5 separate regions of the Mus musculus genome follow, and regions 1, 3, 4 and 5 are each linked to region 2. Evidence: chromatin contacts called from public HiChIP or PLAC-seq and Micro-C data. All regions are on one chromosome and are shown on one strand. Each heading gives the region's core, a stretch centred on a gene start, on an enhancer-like site or on the middle of the called end of the contact. The rest is flanking DNA. Distances are from core to core; before and after follow the strand shown. Region 1 holds the start of Maea (macrophage erythroblast attacher). Region 2 holds the start of Letm1 (leucine zipper-EF-hand containing transmembrane protein 1). Region 3 holds the start of Cfap99 (cilia and flagella associated protein 99). Region 4 holds the start of Nkx1-1 (NK1 homeobox 1). Region 5 holds the start of Uvssa (UV stimulated scaffold protein A).

Evidence for each region. A called contact is a pair of places that touch in the nucleus more often than the background predicts. HiChIP or PLAC-seq counts read pairs in DNA pulled down with a chosen protein or histone mark.
Region 1: a contact with region 2 is called in a FOXA1 HiChIP or PLAC-seq map of pancreatic cancer cells. The contact joins the promoter of Maea here to the promoter of Letm1 in region 2. A contact is called at or near these places in 1 of 39 promoter capture datasets (liver), 1 of 484 Hi-C or Micro-C datasets (embryonic stem cells) and 2 of 115 datasets of contacts at active chromatin or transcription factors (microglia and pancreatic cancer cells).
Region 3: an H3K4me3 HiChIP or PLAC-seq map of pro-B cells shows a contact between it and region 2, with 7 times the contacts expected there. The contact joins the promoter of Cfap99 here to the promoter of Letm1 in region 2. A contact is called at or near these places in 1 of 39 promoter capture datasets (liver) and 1 of 115 datasets of contacts at active chromatin or transcription factors (pro-B cells).
Region 4: a contact with region 2 is called in a Micro-C map of embryonic stem cells, with 2.6 times the contacts expected there. The contact joins the promoter of Nkx1-1 here to the promoter of Letm1 in region 2. A contact is called at or near these places in 1 of 484 Hi-C or Micro-C datasets (embryonic stem cells), 1 of 115 datasets of contacts at active chromatin or transcription factors (embryonic stem cells) and 1 of 9 other capture datasets (adipose tissue).
Region 5: a Micro-C map of embryonic stem cells shows a contact between it and region 2, with 5 times the contacts expected there. The contact joins the promoter of Uvssa here to the promoter of Letm1 in region 2. A contact is called at or near these places in 1 of 39 promoter capture datasets (liver), 6 of 484 Hi-C or Micro-C datasets (CD4 T cells, CD8 T cells, embryonic stem cells and 2 more), 3 of 115 datasets of contacts at active chromatin or transcription factors (embryonic stem cells, extraembryonic endoderm stem cells and memory CD8 T cells) and 1 of 9 other capture datasets (embryonic stem cells).

Annotation. Positions count from the first base shown.
Region 1 is chr5:33,333,647-33,336,927 of GRCm38.p6, forward strand. Maea (macrophage erythroblast attacher) reads left to right here and starts at 1,926. Exons shown (of 9, transcript NM_021500.2): 1 at 1,926-1,999. The coding sequence starts at 1,931.
Region 2 is chr5:33,780,908-33,784,431 of GRCm38.p6, forward strand. Letm1 (leucine zipper-EF-hand containing transmembrane protein 1) reads right to left here and starts at 1,810. Exons shown (of 14, transcript NM_019694.2): 1 at 1,567-1,810. The coding sequence starts at 1,645.
Region 3 is chr5:34,287,168-34,290,664 of GRCm38.p6, forward strand. It overlaps Cfap99 (cilia and flagella associated protein 99), which reads left to right and starts at 1,498. Exons shown (of 16, transcript NM_001370805.1): 1 at 1,498-1,593. Zfyve28 (zinc finger, FYVE domain containing 28) reads right to left here and starts at 1,157. Exons shown (of 13, transcript NM_001015039.1): 1 at 932-1,157. The coding sequence starts at 970.
Region 4 is chr5:33,432,582-33,435,900 of GRCm38.p6, forward strand. It overlaps Nkx1-1 (NK1 homeobox 1), which reads right to left and starts at 1,509. Exons shown (of 2, transcript NM_011320.1): 1 at 1,044-1,509. The coding sequence starts at 1,509.
Region 5 is chr5:33,377,014-33,380,647 of GRCm38.p6, forward strand. Uvssa (UV stimulated scaffold protein A) reads left to right here and starts at 1,683. Exons shown (of 14, transcript NM_001081101.2): 1 at 1,683-1,989; 2 at 2,213-2,312. The coding sequence starts at 2,215.

The DNA of each region.
Region 1 (3,281 bases), core at 676-3,175, 450 kb before region 2:
TTTCCTTGCTGGTTGAGTTGGACGCAACAGGGGTCGAAACCACTGTCTCCTGCGTGAGATATGTTTCGACCCAGAGCTCTGCCATTAAACTACCTCGTGTTTTTACATCAAGATGGTCGTCTGTTCGTGATTCTTGGGTGCACGCCAAATCGGGAGTTGAGTGGGGGTTTCCCCACTAGGCTCTTTCACTGACAGCATCAGAGAAGAATATATGTTTCTCTCTTTGGGTTAGTTTTGAATCCAGGAAGCCACAAAGTTGGCCTCTAAGGGGGCCAACATCATATATTACAGCCCTGGACTTAAATGTGACCATGTAAGAGAGTCAGACAGAATGGCTACAGAGGGGAATATGTAATGCCACTGTGCAAATGTGGACTGGAGGACTCACAGTCACTGATTTCTTCATCATCTAACTCTATAAGACTAAAGACTAGGGGGAGGGAGGCATGGAACCTGCATGGGAGATGGTATCATCTGAGAAGGGGCACAGAAGATCTGTGAAACAAGAGAATCTCTGTTGAGTTCGAGGCTAGCCTGGTCTACATAGAGTTCCAAGATAGAGTCTCAAGGAAAAACAAAACAAAGATCCAGTTCTGTAAAATACAAAAGACAACTTAATGTAGAAGTCATTTCCTAAGGAATGAAATGTAATTCCATTTTTAATTTTAAAAGCAGGCGAGGAGGGCTGGAGAGATGGCTCATGGGTTAAGAGCACATGCTGGTCTTGTAGAGAACTCAAGTTTAGTACTCAGCACCCATGTGCTTGTCTCACAACAATCTGTAACTCTAGTTCCTGGGGGATCTAACGCTCTCTTCTGGCTTCTGCAGAAATCATGCAAACGTGAGGTAGGTTCAATTCACCAAAAAAAAAAAAAAAAAAAAAAAAAAAAAAAAAAAAAAGCCATTCAGTTCAGATAAAGGGTTTTAGTGACCCTCAAGTTTATTGTCTGGCTACCAACAAATGGCCAAATTGAGTTCAAAATAGAAGAATTAGAATGTAGGTAAAAGGCATGATAATTAAGCAATCTCAGTCAAGGTGTGGTCTGGTTGATAGTTACTTCAATTCTGTTTTTCAGGTGGTTTAAAGAAGTCCTCATTGCCTTAGGGAACAGACTGATTCTCAGGTCTTGTGACATGTGCTGTAGGGTGAAGCCTACATCACAGATAATTGCTTTCACTCAGGAGCCCTGGAAGATCCACGTTGCTTAGTTTATCAGAAAGATGTTAACTGATCATTACTATTGCTCCAGGAATTCAACTTGACTACAAGTTTAGGTCAGGGACTGGACACCTTCAGACGCCTTTTGGACCCCAAATCAAGGATTCATCGCTTTTTCACAAATGCAGTTCCCAAGTGTTCCTTATGTTATTACTGGCAGGAAAGCACAGCTGCTCGATAGCCCCTCCCTGTCTTATTCTATTGTAAACATTCTTTATCTTTTATTGGGAAGCCCGCTCTTGGACGCCAGAGCTGTTAATCGGCGAAAATGGAGATGAAGGAAAGTAGTTCCCGGATGGCAAAAACCGCACCCCTAAGTGACCATTCAGAGATAACGGCCACCGAGCGCTGAGGCAGGGCCTGTGACCACTACGGGAGGCGACTTCGGAGGTGTGTGTGTGGGGGGGGGGTGCGACCACAACGTGAGTCGTCTCAGCCCCAACCCTCCGAACGTCCATGGCGTCGGGATCCCCGCTCTACTAAATCCGCATCTGCGGCCTACGCCAGCGGACAATTCAATGAGGAAGCCGCTCTCTAGAGCTGCCGGCGATTGGTCGAGCCCGTGAAAGATGATTGGCTCTGGCCTTCTTCCGCTCGGGCGGCCCGGTGACACGATTGGTGCAGACTCATAGCCGCTCCGCCTGCTCCCGTACGTAGCACGTCACTATCCGGCGTGCCCCGTACCCGCCTCCTCCGCTCGGCCGGCCCAAGATGGCGGTGCAGGAGTCGGCGGCCCAGCTGTCCATGACCCTGAAGGTGCAGGAGTACCCGACCCTCAAGGTGCGTTCTAGGCGCGGCTAGGGTCGCCACCGCATCTTGGGAGGGGTCGTGGTGGTGCAGGGGCTGGGTCGCTGCCGGAGTCGCTTCTGGAGGGACTGCACGGCCGGGGGCGGGGTCGGGGGCGGTGGGGCTGCGGCTCTCCAGCGCGATGGGCACGGGCCGGGGCCTCCCGATGGGGCCAAGGGGGACCTCTCGGTGTACTGTGACCTAGGTGGTGCGGGGCGACAGAGTCAGAGGGCTTCCGAGGCCCGGGCGGCGGGGCCTGAGCCCTGCCTCCCACCCAGCCTTCAAAGCCGAGAGGCTGCGGGCCGTGCGAGTGCGGGCAGCGAGGCCACGGCCGGGGCGGCGGGCACTAAAGAACCAGGGGCCCTGGACGCGGAGGTGGGTCGCGGCGGCCCCGGGGCGTCCTTCCGGAAGCTCGGCCTGGGGCGTGGCGGGCATGCCTCTGGTGCTAATTAGGGGGCCAGTGGGGAGCACTGGCGACCCGGTGGCACCCCGCCTCGCTGGGCGTCCCCAGAACTCCAGCGCAGCTCCTGCCCTTGGTTTCCGGGGCGTGACCTTGGGTGGTCGCTGCGCCAGTGCGTTCCTTTAGGACAAACGTTCATCCCCGCCGGAAGACTGGGAGGCTTCAGTTGCTAGAGGGCTTGATGGTACCGGATGGACTGCGGTGAAGTACCTGGGAAGAAAAGCCTTAAGAGGAAGAAAAAAATTCTTTGGTTCCAAGGAAGGCCGGCAGAGCCTTCGTGTTCTACATTCCTTGGCTGAGGTCTGGGCAGCTTTTCTTCTGGAGCTCTTGGCACCTCATCCATCTCTTTGGTGACCCAGTGGTTGTTTGGTGGTGGGTGGGTGGGTCGTTTAGCTAAGGTTGAAGACTACAGGTTCTAGGCGAGACCGCTTTTTCTGTGCTTAGGGAGACCCAGATTGTATGGGAGGCACCTGACTTCTGCTGGTGTTCCCTTGTCTGATGTAAGCCCTAGGGAGCACTTGTTTTCCTCCCCGAGGGTGAAGTGAGCGAGCTTATATTGCACATGGAAGTCTTGGCATTCCCTGGAAGGCATCTCTTGTCATTGTCCCTGTGACATCTGACTGCTCTGGAGTAGTTTGTCTTCACAGGAGGGCAGAAGCAAGGCCCAGCTGGCCTTCTTCTATAGTTGGTGAGCAGCCATATTTGATCAATGTTTTGTATCCTGTGCTTTATTTGACTAAGGAAGGGAGCAAACACCACCAGTCTTTTTTGTCAGATGTTCAAAATGTATGGCTTGGGGGAGTAGGAGGTACTTGT
Region 2 (3,524 bases), core at 560-3,059:
TACCTGAGCCTTGACTAGTCCTAACAGGTTTACAATATGGCATGGTAGCCTCTAGACTGGATGCTCTCCCACACACCCCAGGATCATTCAATCCCGCTTCCACATACCAAGTGTCTTCCTCTCACCAAGAACAGCACAGAAAGGGGAAAGGAAAGGATCTTCAGGGTGGACACTTGGCAAGCACACTTCCGCTGGGGAACCAGGTCAACTCAACATCAACAAGAGTAGCTGTGGGGCCTTGGCTTCATGAGATGAGCAAGGCACACTTAAAACCTCTCCAGGAACCCATCAGCAGAACACCAAAAGAGAAATCTTACAACACACCTGACCTAAGCACTCCTCAAAACTGTCAAGGTCATGGAAAGCAAACATAACCTGAGAAACGGTTACAACTTGAAGAGCCAAAAGGACAAATGTAATGTGGTGCCATGGAAAAATATAACGAGAAAATCAGAATAAAGTATGTCACACAAAAGTGAAGAAGAAGGTAAGTACTCAAGAATAAAGAACACTTTGATACAAAGTTGGCCTCAATTTATCCTCTAAGACTAAAAAGTCAGGATGTCCATCCTGTGCCTGTTGGCTCTGGGCACATCATTACAGGGAGAGCAGGGGCTTGCTACCCAGTAATGCTCTATTGTTCCACATCTAACCAGCTGACAGGAGTCTAACCACTGTCAGGGAAGCAGCATTTTTGTTCCAAGGGAACTGGGTTAACTAAAGAAAACATTCTTGTGCCTGGAATAATAACACACACACACAATATCAACTAATTTGAAAGCCATAAACATGCCAGAGAAATAAGAAAAGGCAGAAGTACATTATGGTATCCTGAACAAGTCAACAGGTAGACAGCGCTTATAGCAGAGACAGCTTGAAAAACCACACCAAACCCAGGGACACTCTGCTCTTTCCACGCATCCTAACTGGTTTTGCTGTTTGTTTTTAAGACTGGATCTTGTGCCCTGCCTGGCCTGAAATTTTAAATGGTCTGGAGTTCAGAGATTCACATGCCTCTGTTTCCAGGGTGCTGGGGGTAAAGGTGTGTGCCCCCATGCCTGGCTCCACACCATACCCGACTCTCCAATACTGTTAAGGTGACAAGAACTGTACTTCTACCAAGAAACCATAAGGTCTTGGGTCCCACTCTCACAGGCTGTTTCAACCTTACAAATAGGACACATATAAGTTTCCTTGGAAAGCACGGTCATCAGCCACCCCACCCCAGGGAGTGGCCCACTAAGCTGGCATCAACCACAACCCAATCTCCTTGTCCCAGAGTTCTGGCTTCCAAGCCTGAACTGGCCAAAGGGCAGGACAGGGCTCGATTCATCTTCGAGGGGAGCGGCAGGGAAGCCACGGCCCTAAGGAACTTTCTCAGCGCCTCGGTCGGCAGCAGTGACCTGCGGCGACCTGGGCAACTAAGGTCACAGGAAGCTGTCCAGCACAAGCGGCTCAGAGCGGCCCGGTGCTTGTCATTGCCGCGCTGCCTCGGGGCACGGAAGGGGGCGTCCCGCGCTGGCTCCCGGTCGCCCACAACAGGTCGTTTGCGCAGCACCAGCTTACCCCGCGGGGAGGCGGCCCGAGGTGGCGCGAGGCGGGCAGGCCCCCGGCCCCGGCAGCTCCTGAGCAAGATGGACGCCATGCGCCCGCCGCGGCGGCGTTCTATAGCTGCCTCAGCTTCCTCGGCGGATCTTGGCCGTCCCGGCGCCTGGGCCCAGCCCGCGCGGACGGTTGACGGCAGAGGTTGGCTCCGGCAGCAAGCGCTCAGCTCAAGGACCCGGCATCCGCAGCGGCCATGTCCCGGCACAAACGTCCGTAGGCGCGGGGCGGAACAGGCCTGGCCGGCACGGCTCCCATTGGCCCTGCGGCACCCGCCCTGGCCAGGTGAGGGGCGAGCCCGCCCAACAGACTACAAGGCCCAGCGTGCATCCGGGAGGCTTGCCTCTCCCGACTACAAGTCCCAGCGTGCGCCGAGTCTTGGGTTTTCTTGATGAGCTCAGATCTATCTGGAGTTCCTCTTGCATCTTAGCAGTGCCTAGCTTCTGATTTGGGGCTGCGGGCACAGAGGCGGCAAAAGAACTGGCATCTATTTTCATAACTACTAAGCCCTATATTATACTAGCCCATAGCAGATGGCTCATGGGACTTTAAGGAAGGGTGGTGGGTAGGGAACATAACTCTGCGAGGCTGTTAATTGGTCCCACCTCCTTGCTTCGCGTCAGGACGAGCAACCTTAGTAGTGGGCTGCACTCCTGGCAGGTCCCCTCTATGGTAGCTCACAGCCACCCCTGCCCACTCCAAAATAGACCTGGCAGCATCCTCTTCTTTAAAGGGTGGTGGCTGGAATGGCAGGCTTCAGGATTGTGGAAACCCAGGACTATACACACTCTGGTGCTCCAGAGCAGCCACCCTCTCCACAGATCTGTATCCCGACCCAGGGACACCAGACCGTTCCTGGAGACTTCCCTCACTGCTTTCCACCTCCTGCCTTTGTGGAATGCCTTTTCCGTTCCTTCTACGTTCCTGTGGGAGTGAACTCAGAATAGTAGGTGAAGATCTTCAGTATGAGGTTAATGCATTTTTTTTTTTTCTGATGAACAGGTGCTCAAGTCCTAATTCCAGCTGGCTCCCAGCGAGGACGCTTCACTAGTATCCCAGCACAGCCCATTGGGAAGAAGTAACCTATCTGGTCATTTTCTGAATCAGAACCTAAAAGCTGGGCCAGTGTAGGCCAGAATCCCTATCTCAGGACTCAGGTGGCAGAGAATCTCCTAAGACGTTTGGAACCTCTCTTGTGCACACGGTAATGTACATTGTGGGCATCAGATACAGAATTAAGTCAAGTGTAGGGATTCCCTGAAAGGGCTGATGACCTAAACCAAAGAACTGAAGTTTCTTAGCCAAGCTGAGAAACTTCCACCAATAAGAACACTTGCCTGACCAAAGAGGAGGAGGAGGAGGAAAGCAAAGCCAAGCCAAAGTAGTAATGACAACTGAGGAATACCGAATGGCTGAGAAGCACCTAAAGAAATGTTCAACATCCTTAATCATCAGGGAAATGCAAATCAAAACAACCCTGAGATTCCACCTTACACCAGTCAGAATGGATAAGATCAAAACCTCAGGTGACAGCAGATGCTGGTGAGGGTGTGGAGAAAGAGGAACACTCCTCCATTGCTGGTGGAATTGCAAGTTTGTACAACCACTCTGGAAATCAGTTTGGCAGTTCCTCAGAAAATTGGACATAGTACTACCTGAGGACCCAGCTATACCACTCCTGGTCATATACCCAGAAGATGATCCAACATGCAATAAGGACACATGCTCCACTATGTTCATAGCAGCCTTATTTATAATAGCCAGGAGCTGGAAAGAACCCAGATGTTCTCAACAGAGGAATGGATACAGAAAATGTGGTACATTTACACAATGGAGTACTACTCAGCTATTAAAAACAATGAATTCACCGGGCACTGGTGGTGCACGCCTTTAATCCCATCATTTGGGAGGCAGAGGCAGGC
Region 3 (3,497 bases), core at 248-2,747, 510 kb after region 2:
GTGACCCTCTGAAGACCTCCAGCGTTGGCGTCCCCAGACTCCGCCAACCCCCAACACGCAGCTTTGGACGCCGCAGCTGCGTCCTGGATCTTCGCTGGATCCTAGCTTTGCATCGCCCAGCTGCGAACAGAGCGCACCGGGTCCGGCTCCGGGCTGCCAGCCCCAGGCAGGCAGCGGGACGCAGCGCCCGCAGTGCGACTGGCACGGCTGCCGGGGCGCGCCGCCTGGACCCGAACTGGCTGGTGAATCGCACCTCCGGCCCACTGAAGCTTCAAGCTCCACGAGCCTCACCCCGCGACTGGGCAGAGGACTGGTCGGAGATCCAAAAGGGTGCAGGCGGCTACCGGAACAGGATAGAGATGAGAACTGGACCAAGATCCAATTACTCCGTTTTGGGATAGAGGACCAGACCGCGGCGTGAGGGACCTCTAAGATACGGGAAGAAAGAGTCTGACCAAAGCCTAAGGTTGGAGAAAGGGGAATGAAACGGTCGGTTCCCAAGTGCGAAGGGAGGGTGGGAGACCCACTATCCTAGGACAGAATAATTGTGTTGCGAAAAGATGAAGGAGCATCAGCGGTGAGGCTAGAGGGAACCAAGAGAAGTAGGGGCTCTGAGCACGCAGGCTGGGACCGCTGGGTGCGAGCTGGAGCCAGCCCATCTAGTATCCAGACGAGGAGAAACATGACAGTACACCCAGGCCCGAAAGAAAGAGCCCCGTCTGGTACTGGAAAAGAGCAGTCAATGCGCGCCAGGTACATGGTCTGTCCAAGTCGCGGAATGCAGGGAAAGGGCATCCCATGAACTGGAGAAAGAAATTCATACAGGGCCAAGGAAACGAGGTCTATCTATCAAGGAGGGACCTGCAGGATAAGGGATCTGGAGGGGGGAAAGCGCGACGCCGGGACATGGTCCGCAGCTGGAGCCGCTCACCTTGGGTTTGTACAGCCACTTTCGGAATCTGTTCATCATCGCCGCGCCGGCCCGAGCCACGCTCCGGGCGGCCCTCGCCCTCTGCAGCGCTGCGCCCGGGTCCGGCTGCGGCGCGGGGTGGACACGCAGGCAGGGCCGGGACCTGCTTGAGCAAGCAGATCGTGTGCGCGGCGCCTAGCGCCGAGCAGCTGGCTGCAGGTGCGCGGGGCAGGTGCGCGGCCGGAAGGATGCTCAGCAAGCGGCGCGCGGCCGACCCAAACCCGCGAGCGGGCGGGCGCGCGGAAAGGCGCGGGCACAGGGCGCGCGGTGCTTCACGGCTTAAGAGCACCCAGCGCCTCCGCCGGTCACGACCGCACATGCGCCGGAGGCGCCGCACGCCCCCGGCCCGCTGCAAGTGGTGGATGGGGCGAGCCCGGCGAGGCCGCCAATCCCCGCCCAACGCCACGCCGTACCCCACCCGGGACGCGCACCAAGGGAGGGAGGCTCAGGACTACAGGTCCCGGCGCCCACCGCGGGCAGGGCCTGCGCGGCGTTGCTAGGTGACGGCGCCCAAACGATGCCTAGGCGATCTGCGGGTACCGGAGCTGGCCAGTGAACGCTCCCGCCCGCGGCGCCTGGACAGACTACGAGGTTAAAGCCAAGGAAGGCCAAGAGGCCCGCAGGTAGGCAGGCAGGTTAAGGTGAGGGGCCGCCACAGGGAGCCAGGCACAGCCCATCCTCTTCTCCCTAACTCGTTTTCTCCAGTTCTCCAATCTTTGCCTATTTTCTGGCCTTAGCGAGCTACCTTTGCGCTTTTCTTCCCACCTCCAAAAATAAAAGTAGGGTGTTTTCCACCACCTCCAATCAATCTCTCTCTCTCCCTCCCTCTCCCTCCCTCCCTCCCTCCCTCCCTCCCTCCCTCTCTCCCTCTCTCCCTCTCTCCCTCTCTCTCTCTCTCTGTTAACAGGTGACCCAGATGACTACCTCTTAATACAGTGTGTGTACCCTAGCAGTTCCTGCATCTTCCCTTAGCCCCTCAGCCCTGGACCTGCTTTGTAGCTCCCTTCTTACTCCTTGGAAGCTGCTCTCCACCCATTTCTATGTAGTTCCAGGCAGCTACGTGGTTTTAAAAACATTTTTTCCCTCCAGCCTAAATGCTTGAATTCAGATGTTTGCCTGTTCTTCACTATTTGTACAACTAACAGATCACCTTAGAGTCAACATGTCCACAACTGTATACTCTCTCAGTCATAAAAACTGCTTGTGGGGCTGGGAAGATAGCTCAATCAGTGACGTGTTTGCCTAATTAGTGGAAGAAGGTTCAGCATGCCAGAACTCACTGGAAAAACAAAAACAAAAACAAAAACCCTAGGCATGGACTGGAGAGATAGCACGGTGATTAAGAGCAGTGGGTGCTCTTGGCAAGGCCCCAGATTCAGTCACCAGCACCTCCATGGCTGCTCACAACTTTCTGTAACTCCACCTCCAAATAATCAAACCCCTCTTCTGGACTTCATGGGCCCTGCATGCATGTGATGCACATACATACATGCAGGCAAATACACATAAACATAAGAAATAAATATATTTTTGTAAAAAAGGCCAGGCATTATGACATTTACAATCGCTGCACTTCAGAGGCTAAGAAGATGGACCCACGGGGTTCACTAGTCAATGTAGCCTATTGCCTAGTTGGTGAGCACCACAATAATGGGAAACTCTGCCCAAAACACAAGGTGGAGCTGGGCGTGGCGGCGCACGCCTTTAATCCCAGCACTTGGGAGGCAGAGGCAGGCAGATTTCTGAGTTTGAGGCCATCCTGGTCTACAAAGTGAGTTCCAGGACAGCCAGGGCTACACTACGGTCATTTTCTGGCCGCCCCATGGAAGTGCACACACTTACATATGCACCCATATATACACGCACATAAAAATAAGTAAAAAAATTTTAAAAGAAAACTAAAAGCAGCTCTTCCCAAAGCCATCATCTTCTCCAAGTGAAGACGTTGAGCAGACACATGAATTCATGTCCAGTAGTAAGTAGATTAATAAATTATCTGGTGTCTGTTCACCCTTGGCCAACTCCAAAGCCTGGGGCTATTACTGTGCAGAAGCTGTTTCTATGCTTCATATTGGAAGTTGTGCCCAAGATAAAGGCTGAGCCCAAGGAGGTAGGTATATCAGGATCAGGCTTAACTATAGGCAGAAAGATCCCAGCATGACAGATTTGTTCACATTCAAGAGATGTGTGCAGGGCTGGTGAGATGGCTCAGCGGGTAAGAGCACTGACTACTCTTTTGAAGGTTCTGAGTTCAAAACCCAACAACCACATGGTGGCTCACAACCACCCGTAATGAGATCTGATGCCCTCTTCTGGTGTGTCTGAAGTCAGCTACAGTGTACTTACATATAAATCTTTAAAAAAGAGAGAGAGATGTGTGCAGAGGTAATTCTGGACATGCAACAGGAACCAGCTTTCTGGCTACCATCCTTGACCTGTTTACTGAGGATTCAGGATGGCTGCACTGGTTCTAGCCATCGCCTCCTAAGCCCATGAACCTACTGGAAAAGAGAAGAAAGAGATGTCC
Region 4 (3,319 bases), core at 259-2,758, 350 kb before region 2:
CCAGGTCGCATGAAGAGTGCGGGTGTCCTGTCCTCAACTCCCAGGTCTTAGCAGGACAACTATTCCCTCAGGCGACACGTAGCCAGTCATCCCTGCCCCAGCCCTGCCTGGCTGCCCTCTCCCAACTGTGCAGCGCTCGCTCCCTCCCTACACAGCTCCAGCAGGCAGCCGCGAGTTCCTCGTAGACCAACCCCTTGGCGGAGAGAGGGGTCCAACTGCAGCCTGCATGGCCTGCCCTTCCTCTCTCTAGGAACGGAAGGTCAATGCAACCGCGTTGGTAGAGCTGGCGGCCCCAGTCCAGTTCTCCCTGAGCGTTCTGGTCCATGAGAGGCGCAGGGGCCAAGAAGTTAGAGGAGGACGGGGGAGGGGCACAAAAAGCAATCAGGAGCTGGTCGAATGCAATTCGCGATCAATAGCGGCCCCTAATAAGTGTAATAGGTTTTAATCGAGTAATTATCCGAATTTTGACCCTATAATTTAGATGTTCGGGGGGAGTTTGCAAGGTGCTTGAAAGAGATATGCATGCGCCGTAATGGGATATCGACCGCAAAGGGGGCGCGGGCCGCCCCATTACCGGCCGCTTTCCGCCGCTAAGCACATTTCCCTTTAACTGTAATCGAAGGGATTTAATTGTTTTTCCAGAGATAACCAGCGTTTTGTCACAATTAGTCTGATTTGTCCAAAGGGGGAGGGCCGGGAAGGCCACGGTGGGGGTGGGTAAGTCACCAAGTCAGTCGCCGCATGTCCCTTTGCCTCCAGCACCAACTACCCTCCAACACCAAAGATTGACTAGATGAATCCTGGACCGTAGTCGCAACCCCAAGGCCCCAGATTTGGCCCAACAGAACCTTTCCAGAAGCGTGCAGCAGTGAGGGCCCTAGAGTCCGGGTCGGGAGGAGGCCACGGATGCTTGGGGCGGACCCCGCGCTCTGCGAACTTTCCACAGAGCCCGGCGGCGCTTGGGTCAGGCCCAGCTCGCCGGGAGCATAAACATTCCGGAGCAGTCGGTGTCCTCGCCCCTATCACCAACCCCTTATACTCACTTGTAGGCTCAGCTCCCGCGGCCGCTGCGACTCCTGTGGCGGCGGAGAGGGCTCGGCGTTCTAGCTCTGCGCGCGGCGAACGTCCGGAGGCAGCGGGGACCGCGACGCACGCGGCCGGGGCGCATGGGGCACACGTAGCGGGCACCACAGGGCCCAGTAGCACGCAGCGGCGTCTCCTACTGTTGAACTTGTTGGGATCTAGGATGTCCAACACGGAGAAGGAGGTGGGGCGCGGGGGCGCGGCGGGCCGGGCCGCTCCAGCCCCCTCTGGCACCGCGGGAACAGTGTCGCTGGCCGCGAGCGGTGGCACTCCAGCCCGGGGAAAGATGGGCAGCTCAGCTCGTCCGTCCATAGTGTCCCGAGCTGTAGCCGCAGGAGCCGGCGGTGCGGGCCCCGAGCCGGGCCCGGGCGGTGGCGGTGGCAGCGCGGGGACGTCCCCGGGTGCCGCCGGGCCGCTGGTACTCATGCGGGCCTCGGGCCGCTCAGGCGGCTCGGGCCCCCGCTACCTACTGGGATCCCATCCCTGCGCCCCGCAAAATCAGCCTCAGCCCAGCTGTTCCCGCTCTGCTGGTGCTGCCTGGCCTTGCCTCCGCCACCGCTTCAGGCGCCCGCCGCGCCGGGCCAGTGCATTTATGGCGGCCCCGCCGGAGGCGCCCACGCGCCCACACGCCGCACACACGTGCGCCCGCAGGCGGCCGCAGGGTTCCGCTTCCCTCGTTAGCGCTCACGCCTAATTGGCTGCGAACGGTCCCAAGCGGAGTAGGCGGGCCCGGTACGGGACTCACGGACTGAGCCGCAGAGACGGACAGACAGACGCCCTGCCCGGAGCCAGAGCACAGTCCACTGGAGGCTGGGGTGCTCAGCACCGTGCCGCTGCGCCTCCGCGGGGCTGGAAACTGCGTGCCCGCCTCCTTGGCGAAGGGGGAGGAGACAGTCGCCTTTTAAATAATTGCGGGATCAGTTGGCTGTGGAGGGCTGCAGAGGCCCCAGGACGTGGGAACCCACGCGCCCCGAGTTGGCCTGGACATCCCAGCTCAGGGTACCGCTAAGGCAGGTCTCTCCTGCTGCCGTGGCACGCGGGGTTCTGGGCTATCCTGGCACCAGGGGCTCTCGCGCCTTCCGCTGCTAGGACGGAAAGGGAGAGAGGGGTTCTTGCGGGTTCTGAGTCTCTCCAGGGTCTTCAGCCCCTTGTGGGGCGTGTTCCCAGAGTTTCGGTTTCCGCTGCCCTCGATTGCTGTTTTTCCGCGTCTGGAGCAATCTGGTCAGAATCTCTGTCCCTCCATCCTCACTGGCTTTGACTCCCGCCCCCTTGGCTGGATCAAATTAGGGACGACTCGAAATCCCCCGCAAGAGGCGGGGCTGGCGCCCGCGAGTGACGCTCATTAGAAGTGGAATCGAAATGAGTAGGGCTAGACGGCCGTCCTAGTCCCCGCCCCCCCCCCAAAGGGTGACCGAAAAATCGCACAAATAGCAGGTGGCCTACATAAAGATCGATACCCTTCATGTAACGGGAAAATATGTGTTTCTTCCAGAAATAATACGGAAACTGTCCTCTTCCCCATCCCTAACAAATCAGAAGGGCCGTTTGAGGCCTGAGCGTTTGTGCACCGTCTTGTCCAGTCTGGAGATTTACAGGACAGTCTCGGCGGACGACCTCGGAAGGTCGAGCCCGGCTTTGGAGGATGAGGGTCAGGTAGCCGATGCTTCGCTTCCTAGTTTTCCTCCTCCTCTCGCTCAGGCCAATGAGCTGACCCGCCTCTGAAGGACCCAGGTGGGACCCGGCGATGGAACTGGCGTGCCCAGAGTGTGAGTGTGTGCGCCTACGACGTGTGCTCCAGCGGGTATGCATTCCTCCTCCCACTACGGTCCCGAGAGCCTGCTCTGCACAAGGACGGTCCTTTGCAATTACCGCGGGCAATGATCCTTCGGAAGCAGAAATTAAAAGTTAGGAGAAATAATGGGGGACCGATCGCCTGTAATTTGGGCCAAGCTCGGACATGCTGAGCCTCTGGGAGGCTGGGACAGGAGGCAGAAGGAGGGGGGCAGGGCTCTCCTCCCCTCAGTTTCTTCCCTGCCCCCTCCCACCCTCACCGCGCTGGTCCATCCTGAGATTCTAATCAGACCCACAACACTGTGTCCTTCCTTGCCAGGACCTGATTATTCTTTATCTTTAAATTATAAATCACCTCTGGGGAAGGAGGGTGGGTAATCTCTCATCACAGTGAGGTAATTATCTTCTTCCCGCCCCCATCTTGGTCTTTGCTCCCTTCCTCTTC
Region 5 (3,634 bases), core at 433-2,932, 400 kb before region 2:
TCCATATCACTTGAGTAGCTGTTGTCATAATTTTTTCCTCAATATTGAACTTCAAAATCTATTGAACTGTGGCTTATAAAAGAGATTTGCAATCCTTTCATCAGCTTTATTGTTTACAGTTCTTGAGTTGCTCAGAGTCTGGATCTGCTCTCGTTTCCTTCCCAGGACTCCCTGAGAAGTGCTGGCAGGCCACTTCTTGCTCCTGTCTGCAGCAAGCTCAACTTTTGACGGACCCCCCCCACCCCCCCCCGCCCCGCCGCACATATGTACAAGCCTGGCTTGACACAACCTTTTCTTGTACTTCTTTAAAAGACATTTTCCAACTCCTGAGATCACACAGCTGCTAAGCCTGGCAACTTCCGTTTGAGTAGTGGAACCCACATGGTGGAGAGAACCACCTCTCAGAAATTGTCCTGATCATACTAGGGAGGGTCCCACCTTCTAACCCCCCAATAAAAAAAAATGTAATAATATCTTAAAGACATTTCATTCTCTTTAAATTTTGGGGGTGGGATGGGTGGGGGCAATCTGTGCATGTAAAATGAGAAACTACAGTCCACGATCAATCTCACGAGTGTATGAGGACTGGGACCTGCCAAGAGGTGGTGGGAAGAGCTCAGATTCCAAACATCACAAGTTGAGTTGCCAGATCCTCACATATTGAACACAACACAAATGAACGGGGGAGGGGGGGGGAGGGGACGGACGTGTCGGGGGAGTCCAGTTGACTTTGTTCACTGACCCGGATTCAGGGAAGGGTAGGTAAGTGGGTGGGACAGTAGGCACACCATGCTTTTAACAGTCTAGTCCAGAAGCTCAAGACCGTCCTGCAGGACACACAAACTGGCTGAATGCCCGCTCTATGGGTGCAGACCCGAACCCCAAACCGGATACACAGGGAGACCGGTGTATGCTTCTCCTTTGCTAAGCGAAGCAGGAGCTGACAGCGGAAAGGCAGAGCGAGTTGTGAGCCGGCTAAGGCGGCAGTATCCGGGGTCTGTGCGTTCAAGAGTTGGGCTGAAGCAGCGTGAGGTTGGTAGAGGCCAGAGTCCTGAACACTGTGAAGCTGTAGGAAGGGAGCAAGCAGCTCTAGCCGAGAGCTGACATATCTTCTACAATCATCTACGTTGAGACTGAACTGACATTTTAAAACATCCAATCAGTGCAACCACCACTACCCCAGGGCAGCCTTGCAACGGTGCCTCCCACCATAGCCTGTCCTGGGGTGGACAACTGACCCGGTCAGGGAGGCGGGCCGACCCTTCCCAACCGGACTTGCGCCCAGATTCCCTTCTGAGCTTTCTTAGCAGATATACAGAGGCTGTACATAGGCCGCGAGCCTCCTGGTGGCCAGAGAACTGATCCCCAGATCAAAACTTCTTTCTGCACCTCAGTCTCATACTCCTGACCCAAAGCCACCGCCCCTTTAAGAACTTGCCGGGCCCTCCCGCCTCCTTTTTCTCGCGCTTAGTTCTTCTCGATCTGCCCCGCCCCCTGGAGGAGCGTTGCGTCACCGCGTTGCCGCGTCCTCGCGCCTGCGCTGTGGAGCCGCTCCAGGCAAATGACGGAGACGGGTGGCTGCCTCATCTGAAAGGGACTGGACCAGAGCGGGCGCGTCGCGGTGACTTCCGCTCCTGCGCCGCGGGTCTTCGCGAGTGTGTGCCCGCTGCTCTCTGGGGCCTGTAACAGAGAGAGCTCTGTCTACACCGGAAGGGGTGGGCGAAACAAGCTGCTGCATCCTGCGGGCCGTGTCACCGGGGCTGAGGGACGCTGGTACTACGTCTCCTGAGGCAGCGAGTGCGGCGGACTGAGGGTCGTGGCTGGTCAGATTCTCGGCCCGCAGGGTCGGATCAGTCGCCCCCGCAGTTGTCCAGAGACTGTCGCTTGCAGAGAGCGAGTTTCTTGTGCGGCCAGTTTGCTTAAAATTTAGTGACATTTCCCCTTAGCCCGCGGTAACGTCACCCACACAGCTGACCGAAGACTGCCGGAGTTAGTCTCATCTTTAAAACCTTAGCTAATTATCACCGAAGGGCTTGATGGCCTTCCGTGGGAATGTGGTGGCTAGCCTTCTTCGCCTGGGAGACAACCTACAGAGACACCCTAGGGCCTTTGCCGTAATCCCCAGTATTTGGAGTCCCCCATAAACTTAAAACTAAGACCGTGAAGTATTTATTGTATGTTAACTCAGCATCTCCGCGTCCCTTGTTTCTAGATATGGATCAGAAACTTTCACAGTTGATAGAGGAGCTCACAACTTCAGGAGAATCCCAACTCAATGCTCAGAAAATGAAGGAACTGAAGAAAATTTGCAAGTATGTATTGAGGCTAAATGTGCCAATGTCCCCTGAGCACCCACACCGTGGAGATTGTGGACCCTCTGCCCTCTTGTACACCTCTGCCACCTCCTGCATTCACTACCTAGGAAGGAATTATCTGATCACCAGGGCATGGTGGCATTTGCCTGTTGTGAGGTAGAGTTGGGAGTAGCATGAGTTCCCCGCAGCTTGGGCTACATAGTAAGGCCTTGTCTCAGGAACCACTAAAGGATTTCTGGGGCTGTAATCCTGGTGTACCTGGGTCCAGAATGTCGCGCAAACTCTGAACTTGGTGCCTCTGACGATTTCTGTAAGGTATAAAGCTATCACACTATGTCAGTAAAAGTAGATCCTCTTCTTTTCCGTTGGAGTAAAGAGTTCATGATTGGGTCAGTGGCTCTGGCCTCCCCACCCCCGCCCCACCCCCAGGGATGCTCAGGAGCCCCAAGCATGCTGTCCCCAAGCAAACTGTACCACTGAGCTACCTATTATTATCATCATCATCATCATTATTATTATTATTATTATTATTATTATTATTTCTCCTTCTCCTCCTCCTCTCCCTCCTCCTCCTCCTCCTCCTCCTCCTCCTCCTCCTCCTCCTTCTTCTTCTTCTTCTTCTCTCTCTCTCTCTCTCTCTCTCTCTCTCTCTCTCTCTGACAGATTCTCATGTAGCCCAGGTTAACCTCTTTACTATGTAGCTAAGGCTGGCTGTGAATTTCTGATCTTCCTGCTTCCACTTAAGTGTTCCTTTGGGGTCATAGGCATGTACCATCATAGAACCCAATATTTTTTTAAAAGATTCATTTATTTTTATACATAAGTACACTGTAGTTGTCTTCAGACACCAGAAGAGGACGTCAGATCTTATAACAGATGGTTGTGATCCGCCATGTGGTGGCAGAGATTTGAACTCAGAACCTCAGAAGAGTGGTCAGTGTTCTTACCCGCTGAGCCATCTCTCCAGCCCGGACCCAATCTTTAAAGTAGTCGTTCTCATCCTTATTAATCCCTCGGAAGGAAGCACTGTGATGCTCCCTGCCTTGCTACTCAAGGCAGTCTTATTTGGTTAAGAAGCAAAATTCCTTCATTGCCTTGGTCACTAATGAGCCTTTGTTTATAAAATGAGAGAACTTAAATGATTCTTTCTGAAGTGGTAGAGTATTCACATTGCAATAATTCTGGGCCTGGTTTAGCTGTACACCCCAGAAAAACCTCCAAGTGTGATTTACATAGGGTATGGAAATGGGAATAGAGGAGCAACCCAGAGGACTTTGAGAACCTTTTGCTCCATTTCCTGTAGAGGATTCTGGTCTATG